Linked DNA regions of Gossypium hirsutum: regions 2 and 3 are each linked to region 1. Evidence: chromatin contacts called from public Hi-C data. All regions are on one chromosome and are shown on one strand. The core of a region is the stretch at or near the end of the contact, and the rest is flanking DNA. Distances in the headings are between cores, read along the strand shown. Region 1 has its middle 19 kb from the start of LOC107910731. Region 2 has its middle 23 kb from the start of LOC107908097. Region 3 holds the start of LOC107910732.

Evidence for each region. A called contact is a pair of places that touch in the nucleus more often than the background predicts.
Region 2: a contact with region 1 is called in a Hi-C map of leaf, with 3 times the contacts expected there. The contact joins two enhancer-like sites. A contact is called at or near these places in 11 of 34 Hi-C or Micro-C datasets (callus, cotyledon, fibers and 2 more).
Region 3: a contact with region 1 is called in a Hi-C map of leaf, with 4 times the contacts expected there. The contact joins the promoter of LOC107910732 here to the enhancer-like site in region 1. A contact is called at or near these places in 2 of 34 Hi-C or Micro-C datasets (hypocotyl and leaf).

The regions. Positions count from the first base shown.
Region 1 is chrD02:20,150,585-20,154,942 of Gossypium_hirsutum_v2.1, reverse strand. No RefSeq gene overlaps it. Among protein-coding and RNA genes, the nearest start is that of LOC107910731, 19 kb to the right of the region's middle. Within about 2 kb of position 2,117, at least 4 of the 9 cell types and tissues checked have an H3K27ac peak or open chromatin away from gene starts, as enhancers often do. A contact at or near this core is called in hypocotyl and leaf, where this site is marked.
Region 2 is chrD02:20,320,192-20,324,549 of Gossypium_hirsutum_v2.1, reverse strand. No RefSeq gene overlaps it. Among protein-coding and RNA genes, the nearest start is that of LOC107908097, 23 kb to the left of the region's middle. Within about 2 kb of position 2,084, at least 3 of the 9 cell types and tissues checked have an H3K27ac peak or open chromatin away from gene starts, as enhancers often do. A contact at or near this core is called in hypocotyl and leaf, where this site is marked.
Region 3 is chrD02:20,020,935-20,025,292 of Gossypium_hirsutum_v2.1, reverse strand. LOC107910732 reads right to left here and starts at 2,096. Exons shown (of 1, transcript XM_016838699.2): 1 at 639-2,096. The coding sequence starts at 1,819. The coding sequence ends at 776.

The DNA.
Region 1 (4,358 bases), core at 868-3,367:
TGTTTAAATCAGACATTTCGGACTATATTGTGCTCACAAGGTCTAAAATTGATAGTTTAAATAAAGCTCAAATGATAAATAATTCTTCCTAAAGAGACCAAAATGAAGCTTTAAGTTTTCAAGTAATTGTAGCTGCAAATTAAGTTTGAGGTTTTCATTAAAAATAATTTTAGTGGGTACGTTTATAAGAGAATATAACTTGATATTTTGACATGTTTGAAATGTTTTTTTTTAAACGAGAAAATAAAGTTTTAACCTGCTGGAATTGGTTCTTCAAAACACTAGTACTTTCTTTTATCTAGTGATGTAACCTCCGTAATCCGACCGTAACATCTAGGCTAGGTTTATAAATAATCCTTCCTAAAGAGACCAAAATAAAACTTTAAGTTTTCAAGTAATTGTTGCTACAAATTAAGTTTGAAGTTTTCATTAAAAAAAAATTCAGCGGACACATTTATAAGAGAATTTAGCTTGATATTTTAACATGTTTGAAATGTTTTTTTTTAGAAAAAAAACAAGACAATGAAGTTTTAACCTGCTGGAATTGATTATTCAAAACACTAGTACTTTCTTTTATCTAGTGATGTGACCTCCATAATCCGACTGTAACGTCTAGGCCGGGTTTATAAATATTTTTTCCTAAAGAGACTAAAACGAAACTTTAAGTTTTCAAGTAATTGTCGCTACAAATTAAGTATGAGGTTTTCATTAAAAATAATTTCAGTGGGTACGTTTATAAGAGAATTTAACTTAATATTTTGACATGTTTGAAGTGTTCTTTTTTTTTAAATGAGACAATAAAGTTTTAACTTGCTGGAATTGGTTCTTCAAAACACTAGTACTTTCTTTTATTTAGTGATGTGACCTCCATAATCTGACTATAACATCTAGGTCGAGTTTGGGGTGTCACAAAATTAGAATTAAAATTTTAGTTCAAAATTAAATTTTAGTTTGAAAAGCAACTAATTTATCAAATTTTACTATTCAAAATCAAATTTTTATGTGTTTTAGAGGGGCAGTAATTGCAATTATGAGTTTAGTCAAATTAAAGAAGCACAAGCAATGGAAGAGTGTCTTAGTCTGATGAACAAAATTTTGCCTACGATGAACAATATGATTGTTAACAAATTCATGGATTGCAATAAACACTTACAGGGTCATCATAACCCAATTGTTGTGGCTTTCTCAACATTATTAGATTTAGGCATATTTTGGGTTTCTATAAATATAGAGTATAAATTTTTTTAAGAATTATGATTAAATTTATACAATGTTTAAATAGTAATTGTTAAATTTATTATCATGTCAATTTTAAAATTGTCATATTATCTTTCCGTCATAAAGTTAACAACAACTAATAAAATTGAACAAAAATAAAACAAACGTAATTAGTTGGGTGATAATTTTTTGTCAAATCATGTTTGAGGTAAAAGTAACATAAAAGCCTATGTATTAGGAATTAGATTATATTTTGGTCCATGTATTAAAAGTGGACAAATTAGTTCTTGGACATTAGATCAAAGAGAAATTGATCATTTTGTTATAACTTTCATTCATTTCTATGGTTAAAAATTGATTCTTGTACGTCAGCTTAAGATACATATGGCATACCACGTGTCATTGTCTAGTAATTTTGTCAGTCACTCCAATTTTTAACAATAGAAAGAGATGAAATCTTAACAGAAATGATTACTTTGCTCTTTGATCTAATGTATAATAATTAATTTGCCCATTTTTTTATTAGAGGGAACAAAATACAATCTAACTCTTAATACAACTACTTTTATCTAGGTTTTAATAACAGAAATAATTGGCATTGTGCTCAACTACCTGTATTTGTTTAGTTTTGAATAATATAAGGACACAACTACCTCATTTATTTTGAGAGGGACTAAATTGTATACCTTACAATTTATGAAAAAAATAGTTAACACCATCTTGAAATGTCCTTTTTTGCTAACTTTTAAATGCTTTAAAAACAATTTATTTTGAGAGAACTAGATATTTACTGGTATTGGCTGAGAATGAAATTGAATTTAGCCCATTGTATAGCATAGTCCACAGTCCAAAATACCATTGGAGCTGAAGGCAACAACCTGCCAACCAAGGATCCAATTGATATAATCTTGCTAGGCCTTTTTAGTAGAAGCCAGGCCAGGATAAAGAGTGGGTCCTCCTAAATCCATACAACTCATGGAAACCACAGTTCAAGCTCTCAACTTTACTGTATCTGTAGTGTTGTGGGCTCTAAAAGCTCCATCGTGGCACCAGAGAAAACTGGTGATCCTTCCTTAAATCATGCCGAAACTGCTATTCAACTTGTTAATGATGGAGGGTGAATGTATATGACACGGTTTAATGAATAAAACTGCAGATTCTTTCTGCGTGTGCATCTGAATCTTGCCATCTCACTAATGATTTTGAGCATGTGCTGGCTGCTCTGCTTCTTCATTTGTTTCTAAAATGATTTGATTCAGAATCTTCATCATCACTATTTTTTATTTAATTAGACCAAAAACAAATTTTCAATTTTAAATTTAAAAACTGCTCTTCAGCTTGGTACGCTGTTTTATTGGGTTATCATCTGTGGAGACCAATATGATCAACACATTACTTGTTTCAGCCATTAAAAGACATTAATCAAATGGCTGAGCACATCAAGAAAATATCATATATATATATATGTATATATGAGATTATCTCGTCATATTGGTTAAATAAAGCATGTAAACACCAACAAGTGGATGGAAAAAATGACGGATTTCTTCTCTAAATATTTGAATTAAGTTTAAATCAAGAAATAGATATAGTTAAAAATACTTTATTTAAATATATTAAAATTAATTTTAGGCCATAAAACTGAGAAGAACCATCTGTAATTATACCTAAAAATAAAAATAAAGCATGTACCTAATAATTATTTCTTTAGATAAATTTACCAATAATTGTTAAATGTAATGGTAAGATACATTACACTCTTAAGAAAGAAAACATGTTTAAATATTAAAAACAATATTATTAAAATAAGCAAACACGAATCTTAAACATAAACTATAAAATTTACCCAAAACATAAAAATAAAAAAACTATATTCGAACCCTAGAGGGCAAAGGGAACTGATTTATTCGTATATTTACCTTGGCATAGATTCCTACCACCAGCTTTTGCGCTTACTATTTGTCCTTGTCATCATTTTTAGGATTCTTCAAGTAAATTTCTATATTTAATCCAATTCTGAAACTGCTCCCACGTCTTTCCCGTTGTTCACCAGTATGCAACAAGCAAATCTATAAAATTTCAATCACCCTGTTTATATACGAATAGAAAGAATAAATTAATACTAAAATTATATTTATATGGTCAACTGAGTGTTAACTTGATTCTTATCACTATTATTGTTTGTGCAAAAAGACGTAAATTTAAACGCGTTTATTCTCTTAGTTAAGAGTTAAAATGAAATTATAAAATTTATATTTTTTTGAATCAATTTATATGAAATTTATATAACAATTGAATAGAATAATAAAGTATAAATTTCATTAATTTATTATAAATCTGATTTTTAAGTAAATCTTTTGACCAAATTAATGTTAAACAAGTCAGTAATATCATTTCAATCAAATACCAAGTTTCTAATTTATGTGCACAAAAGCAAGAGGGTAGGGTGTGCCTATCCCTTATCTCAGAGCCTATTGTGAATCAGACTTGTTTTCGGGGCAGCGTGATTGGCTTCAGATGACATGATATACTCTTGATGCCAACGTGGTGCTTGTTTAGTTCGAGTTGATCTACGGAGAGTTTGGTCATCAGGTAGAGCTACGGAAGGTGGTTGCATTTCTTCGGTAGTAATAGGAGGAATGGATGGTGATGATAAAGTGATATTAGGTGGCTGAGCAAAGGATGGTGGACTGGTCGAGGATGATGAATTGTTCGATGGTAAAGGGTCACTAGATGATGGCTGATTTTCAGCAGATGGGGCATGACTTGTTGGGAAAGAAATCTGATCAGCATCCAAAATTAATTGTGGCTGCAAGTTTGGTGAATGAGATGAAACTTTTTGAGAAAAAGGAAAAACATTTTCACAAAAATGTACATCACGACCGACAAAAAATTTCTAAGTAGTGGGATCATAGAGTTTGTATCCTTTTTGTCCATTGGGATATCCGACGAAAACACAAGAGATAGCTCGAGGATCAAATTTGAGTTTGCGATGAACATTGGTGGCATAACATTGACAGCCAAAAACTTTGAGATGGTCAAGTTTTGGACGTTTGTTGTATAGACGCTCATATGGTGTTTGGTTTGATAAAACTGGTGTAGGGAGCCGATTTATTAGGTAAACAGCAGTCAAGACACAA
Region 2 (4,358 bases), core at 835-3,334, 170 kb before region 1:
TGTTTGATGTGCTTGAATCAGAGGAGGAATAAACTCTGTTTAAGAGTATATCTAGCATAATTGAGTGGAGTTGCAGGCAATCCTAGAAACAAGACAACATAAATCTACCGGATTAGTGTCAAATCTAATAGGGAGTCCATAGATCGAGTTAATGCAACAATAGGGTTTTAATTAGAAAGAAATTTCAATTAATCAACCTAGAGTCAGTTGCTCTTAGTCTTGAAGAGAGATATTAACATAACTTAGGGATTTTCATGAATCAAGATACTAGGTAAAGAAATTGCGTAATATAGATTGATAATGACAGATGAAATCTAGGTGGATTCTTTCTTGGATATTGCTTTCTTCTTAGAGGTTTACTAGATTATTTTCCCGATTTGTTCTTTGTCTTATTCTTTAGTTAATTTTAGTTTTTAATCAATCACTCCAATTTGTCGGTTAAATAATAGAAAGACAGTAATTACTAGTATTTTTAGTCTTCATGGGAACGATATATGTGTTCATCGTAGCTATACTATTAATTGATAGGTGCACTTTCCTTAGTTGAATTTTTAGTTGGTTTTCGACTACATCATCCTACCCAACCTTGAAATATGAGGATAAATGTGTTTTAGAGTGCTTGAACTCATATTTTCCTGTATTGGCAACAATGTCAATGTCAATTGAGCTAAGACTTAGTCGGATCCTTTAATTATATTTATCCAAACATAGTGTTAATTTAATAATTTTATACATTTTTCTTCTTTTTATCAAAATTTTAGATATAAATAGTTATAACATATTTTTTGATATTTATATTATAATATTATATAGATTAAAATATGTCATAAGTCCTTATACACTTCATAAATTTGGAATTTAGTCCTATACTTTTATTTCTAGGAATTTAATTCATCTACCTTTCAAATTTCAAATTTCAAGTATTTTGTTAAATTTAGGTTCATTACGACATCATTTTTTTAGTTACATTGCTACCAAGTTAGCACTTTTATTATTTCAAAAGGCCACACCAATAAATTTAACAAAAAAAAATTTACAATTTTAACAATTAGATTTGAATTTTGAAATTTGAAAAGTATAGGGTGTAAATTCCTAGGAATAAAAATATATGGACTAAATTACAAATCATGAAGAGTATAGGGACTTATGGCATAATTTAACATATTATATAATTTTATTTTTTACATGATATAAATTGTATAATATATTACAACAATACATTATAACATTAGAATTGATCAAATAAGATATTAAATGTTGGAGATCAAACTTCAGGTTTTTCTACTTCAATATTGTTAATCGTTGGATTAACATGTAGAGGAAGATGGTGGTTGGTGTGGAGGACCACCTGAAGAAGAGATAGATGGAAAGATTCTCTAGTATGAATATTTTCTGGGTTAAGGAAGAAGTGTACATGAGTGTCTATGAGTTCTTTGCATGGGCTCTTTTATAGTGGGAGACATGTTCAACTACGTGTTAAAAGGCTATTGACATGGTAGTCTGATTTGATCTCCCTGTCACCGACGATGATGTTATGTCCTAGGATAAAACACCTTAGGACGAATGGCAATCAATGAATCTGAGCGCCCACATGGATCTTATATAGATTTAGTGGAGATGTGCCCCCAAAGAATCTCAGTTTCCCTTTTCTCTAGAAAGTAAAATTTAAAGCATATGTTATAAAAGGTTAAACATTCTTATCATTTTATATCGGTTCTAATAGTTTTTTATTTTAATAGGTGGTCTAGTCATCATTATCATATAACTTACTAGAAGGATGATATTATAACAATACAAGCATCTATTAATATTGAATTAAATAATTCGATAATTCATGTGTTATCATATATTTATTTAATATAATTAATATCACCTCATAATTGAATTTAAATATATTTTTTTATTTATTTTTAGAGTTTGTGTAGAAGGCGTACTAGGTGGTAAAAATTAATGTCCTACTACCACCAATCGCACATGCGCATAGTCAAGTTTTTAATGTGTGCACGCCATTTATATATGTCTTTGTGGCAATTAGAAGTGGTGTAAGAAATTCTAACAAATCCAAATGACATGGATAGGTATCATGATATGGATTTAGGTTTGGAGTCGAAGCACAATTGGGCTATTAAACATGTCCAGAATGTCATCAATTGGGCCAATCATTTTCAACATATCTTATAGGCTACATTTATCCAGGATTATAATTTTGTTCCATTTGAGATTTGTGTAGAATGGTTTAGGGTCAATGATAAACCATATCTATACTAATTGGGATAAGCTCATATACATCAGATTAGAAGTTGGGAGGAGGTCAAGAGTAATGCTTTATTTCTGAAGATGTATTTTTTCTTATACTTTCAAACCTAACAAGGGTATCTACTTTGCAAATGTGAAGATCGATCGTGACTTTACCCAGAAAATGGATTAATATTTGATACACCTACCAAACAATAAATTATTTTTTATTCTACCTAACAAGCGTTTATTAATAATTTTTGTTATTTCTTTACACTTTATAGGGATTAAGGTATGTGTAATGAATTTGAAATTTCCTATTTTAATGAAAAATCGAAACATTTGTTGTTTGAAAAAAAAAGACGCAAGAAACTAAAGTAATTCAAATTCATCATTTTTTTATAATTTCCTAACTAATTTTAATTCATTTTATTTATGGTTTATGGATTAGATTTTTTTACTTTATATAATTAATTTTTATTCATTTTGTTTAAGGTTTAATGTTTTGGTAGATCAAACATCAGAAAAATAAGAAATATGTTTTATCAATATTCATTTTAAGACATAAAATTCATGAATTTTTTTTACAATAGCATAATTTATATCACATTACACGTTAAGGCAGCTAGTTAGTTAGTAACATAACATTACACAACAAAAAAACATAAACTATTTTCTAAAATCCTTAGAGCAATCTAAACTTAGACCTTCATTTTGGCTTCTAAAGTGATTGATGATTCACCGTACTTAATTGAATCAACACCATAGTTGTACAATTTCAGAGTGACCTATAGCTGAAGTGTCAATTCCACAAAGATTATCTACCCTCATCGATTGATCTGAGTGTTAATATAACCGTTCATTTATGTCAAAGATTGTTCATGCCACCACAGTTGAAAAACCTAAAGCCTAGGTGCCTAGAATGCCCTAATTTGTTTCCTTGATCCCTAACATTGACTACTTTGTGACTTTTGATAGTCCTAGTGACCATGTGCAACTAGTAAAACTAATACCCATGACCCATCTACCTAAGTCACTGGATAATTTTTTTCCTAAATGTGGGCAACTTTTTTAAAGGTGCCTCTACAGAGGATGAAACCCCATATAAAATGTTTCCTCAGTGGAAAGCCTTAACCTATTTTCCCTAAACCTTATAAAAGTGAATTGGTGGTGTTAAATATCAATGAATATGTTGAATAATAAAATCCAAAACCTTGGGTTTTGTATTTAATAATTTTTTTTCACTTGGCGACTATTTTAAAGCATTGACAACCTTTAACACATTTTCCTAAACCTAAACTATAACTATTTGATGCAATTGTAAACTGAATGAGGCTTTGGGGCTTATTTATAGGGAAAATGCATTATTATGTTCACCAGCCATTGGATGTATGTATAATAGACTATCTTGACATCAAATAGTGTCCCCATCATTAATCTCTACTGAAAGAATCTTTAATAGAGAATATTTAATTTGACACCCATGGGTATCAAGTTCAATGCATTTAATTAGAGTTAGGGTTTAGTAATAAGGTTCAATTTATAGGGTTCTTGGTTTTTAGCTTCAACTTGACACTTACTGGCATTGCATTTAGTAAGTATTAAGTTGATACTAGACTGACTCTAAAAATTCTAATTAAAATTTCTACATGACACTAAACTAAACTTGACACCAATAGGTAACAAGTATAGTAAAATTTTTAGATATTCTTGATTGAATTAATCTTTAAAAAAATATTCATGAACTCATTTATGTATAAAACGTTGAACTCAGTTTGATACATTTTGATTACAATGTAGGGTTATATTTTTATTTCTTCAATGCACCAATTGATTTATTAGATAAATAGGTTAGGGTTTAGGGTTTAACTATGTCAAACTCAATGAAGAAGAATGACACAATGTTTTATGGTTTAAATCTCATTTCAAAAAGGAAACAAATGATCTTTTTTATTTATATTACTATAATATATATCATATTACGTGTTATGACAACTAACTAGTTAATATCATAACATTACAAACAAAAAAATAACGTAACTCAATCCCTTCAATCCGTTTTGGAGGACTCTATAGATAAAGTGTTTAATTCCAAAACAATGATGGACACCGTCAATTAGTCC
Region 3 (4,358 bases), core at 847-3,346, 130 kb after region 1:
AAATATGAATCATCAGCAAAACATGTAAAAAATGTTGACACAATTCTAACTTATACCTTTCAACTTAAAAAAATATTTTAATTATTTATTTAATTTTAAAAAATTAAAATTAAAATTTCTTTATTAAATCAACCTAAAATTGATGAATTTTTTTAAAATTTTGTTGATGTGACACATAAATATTTAATTAATTTTTAAATTTTAAAAATTAAAAAAATATTTTAAAATTTAAAATTCATTAAAATTCATTAAAATATAAATTATAAAAACATAATTTTTTATATTTTAAAATTTTAAAAATTAATTAAATATAGACATGTCTTTCCACTATATGGTGTGTTAGTAAAGTTAGAAAATGTTAACATTTTATCTATTTTTAAGTGGTTTGATAAAAAAAATCTAAATTTAAGGGTTAAAAAGAGAAAAAAAATAAAAAGTTAAAATAATTTTTTAAAATTAAAGGATCAAATAAATTATTATGTCTAAAATTAAATTTTTGAATTTAATTAATTTAATATTAGATAATAGTAGTATATGAGTATATAGGTTTTTAATAAATACAGATGTGAACTGAAACTCTAATTATTTTATGTGATATGAACACCATAATTTTACAGGCGAGGTCTCAACACTATGAGTAGCATGCATCAAACAAATTCTCATTTATTTCAGTCGTACTACGAATTATACATTTCTATAGGAAGAACCAAGCGAATAATCTTTACAACAACAACAAAAAAAATGAAATAACTTAATTATGAGATATGATGACTGATTATTTTCCGAACCCATTGGAAAGAGGACTGAAGGATAGTCTTCCCAAAATTCCTTGTTTGTATGGCAGGAAAGTTTTCTTCTTCATGTTCTCAGATGCTGCTTTGTTTGTTGTGTAATGTAGCTCGTGAGCCGATATTTTTCTTCTAGATCCTACTGAACCAGAGCTTTCCCTCGATCGCAAACTTGAATTCTTGTTCTCTTCTGGTTTCTTGGAAAAGCTCGATGAATAATACTTCCTGAGTGGATCTTTACCACTTGCACGTCCCTCCGATGCGCTTCTGAACAACAGGAAATCTCTCAATCTCCATTTTCTGGATGGCTTTGAGTTCAATGATGGTTGCTTTGTGGTGGTGGGTTCACGTTGCTGCTGTTTCCTCTCTTCTTTTCCTTCATCATCAACGTCCCATGGATAATCTTTGTCTGAGACTCTGTAAGGAGAGAGCGATCTTGTTGCTCGGCGGCTTGAATTCCTTAACTTCAAATCTTGAACCCTTTCTCTACCTCTTCCATGTTCTTTATTATTTTGACTGGTTTCAACAGCAGTTGCCAAAGGGTTTCGATCCTTTTGCTTTCTTGGTGAAAATGCGTCACGGATGATCTTTTTGCCTTGGGAAAATGGCGATCTTGGCGACGATAAAAGCGGGCTTTTCTGGTTATTATCGTAAACCTTTAACCCAGGTGGTGACTTCAATGGCTTGATTTTACCCCCATCAAAGAGTTCTTCAGCCGAGAGAAATGTTTTCTCCAAGTCCTCAGTAAAATCAAAAGCGAAATCATCTCCGGTTGAAAATGGGGACTTGGGTGTACCGGGTTTTACTTCCCAATCAAAAGGAACCGCCGAACCACTGCTTTCCCTATCGTTCAACAAGGAGAATCTATCGAATTCGCGATAAAACTCGGACAACCGGGTGGGACTCGTGGGTGCACTAAAGAAACATTCACCAAATCGGCGAGGCGTAGAAGGAGCAGTCGACCGAGGAGATGATCGAGCACTGTTGAAATTAAAATCCATAATCGGCGAACTTGGTATCACCACTTCCATATTTTCGTTAAGATTAACGAGCAGTAGCAGATTGACGGGGCTTCAAATATAGAAAGGTTGAGATGAGAAGAGCCAAAGAGACAGCTGGGGGCAGTAAGTAGAGTTTATTGACCAAATAGCCGCCTTTTAATACCAAGCAAATTAAATTGCATATCAGATTTTCTAAACTCGGTCACGGAATATAGCTTCTTTTTCTATTTGATTCTTTAATCACATGGGGGGAGAGAGAGGGCTTTGTATCTATCTATATTTATTTTGGTTCCAATTGTTTATCTATATTTCAGGTACGTGTGGTTGGGTTATATAAGCCTGAGCGGTGACCCACAATTGTCTGAAGTTGACGTGGGCACATATTAATCCTCTTTTTTTACATCATGAATGCCATCATTCGTGACTTTCCGTCTAAGTTTATGATTTTAACAACAGCTTTGTGTCAATGGGACACAAATTCACCCCGCAATTGCATCATAGATTACCTAACTTTTGGGTGTCTTGGAGAAAAAATCCAAACAAATTGGGAACAAACTCTTGAAAGAAACCCAAAACTAAAAATTTTGACATTTCTAGACAAATGAAATATTAACGTATGAAGGGATGTTGGCAGCTTATTGCCTACTCACTTAACTTCTTTAACAAATTTATTTCTTATTAATTTCTAAGATCAACAACTTGAAGCAATTAATAACGGTGCTAATATTTTTGTCAATTATACATAACATTTATTGATATAATAAAAAAATTAGTCCTTAATATTTATATATTCTGTGTAAATATTGATAGAAAATGTAAATGCTATAAGATAAATTTATTAAACTAAGACTAAATCCACATACTACATAAATTTTGAAGGTTAAATATGTTTATACCAATAAATAAACATGTACAATTGATCAATAACATTAACATTGTGAATAATTATCCTTATTTACTCATTTTTAAATTTAATAATGATTAAATTGCACTGACTTTTAAAAAAAACAAATTTAGTCTATCAAAATTGGGGGACGAAACTGGTTTTCTAATCTTTTAAGTTTTAATAATAAAATGTGAACAGGATTGTACTATAATAATATGTGACGGCAAATAAATTATGTTGTTTAGATTGAATTAGTAAATCAATTATAATATTTATAAGAAATAACAACAAACATGTGCTACCAAATTACCATATGACTGATTCATGAAGTTCTAGATGGTTAGACTTTGTGGGTAGAAAACGAGAATTATTTACTATATCTATTGATTTTTATATATGACTTTGGGATGGGTTTTTTTGGGTCTTTGGAAAGCCCATTGTTGGTCTCAAGCTGTTCATAACTATATATTTAACCATTTGTTTTATTATATGGTAATTGCATTTAATATTAATATGAATTTTGGTAATAATCTACCGCTATTCATATGACAAAATCAAAGCTCAAATTGCGCCTTCTAATTGTTTGATTAAATTTCACTACAAAAATAATAATGACACATTTTCAATTAATTATCTGGTGTAGAACAAAATAAATGCTGATTTGAAAGAGAAAATCACATTAATACAGCCAGCCGCAACAAATTCAGGCCAGGGCTTTGTCTCGAGCCCGCCAACTGAAATTCAAAGCAGGGCAGGTTGCAGGTAGGTTAGCCTCTCATGTGTGAAGTTCAAAAATTCTTTTACGAAATTGGGAATTAAATTATAAAATTTTTAAAAGATTTGAATATAATTTTTCATATTTAAAAGAATTAGAGTATAATTTTACAATAAATTAATTTATAATTTTATTATTTTTAGAGAGATAAACTAAAAGTTTCATTTTTAGTTGCTTACAATTTTTTTAGTCTCTTTAATTGTTTTTATATATGCTTTGATTTATTTTAGTTGATATTATTACATTTTAGGATTGTATAGTACATATTTTGCATTTACAGTGGTTTTAAAAATATTTTTATTATTTTTCACACATTTAATTTTAATAAGATATTTTGTATAATATTTAGGAAGGAGATTCCAATGCGTGATCCATGGAATTAAATGTCATACGCCTAAAGTTGATCTAAGACTATGAGTGATAATACAATACTAAAAGATCATAATTTGTAATGTGGGCCCATTTAGAACTTCTTACTTGAACATTATTTATTGTTTCGATTAGATCTCGGGTTCCAAAATTTTATTTTGGACGTACTTTATATAGTCAAAAAGGAAATTTATGCCTAAAATGAAATTTGAAGCACTATCCAAATATGAAGTCATCAATGTCAAAATGTGTCAAGAAAAATACATAAATAAAAAGGACTACATGAGTTTTACATTGATGGATAGTTTTAAAACATATTTATCATATTTTGACTATATCTCTTAAAATACTTGGAGTTTGAAGTTGAAATTTCTATAATGAATGTACAAGAAACAAATATTTGATTAACACTTTCTCAATTGTAGCCATTATCTTAGTAAAAAGTGATCAAAATGGTTGAGAAAATGACACAAACGACCCTAGTTATTGATTACTATCAGTATCTTTTTATTGTCATTTAACTTCTCCTAAACTTCTAT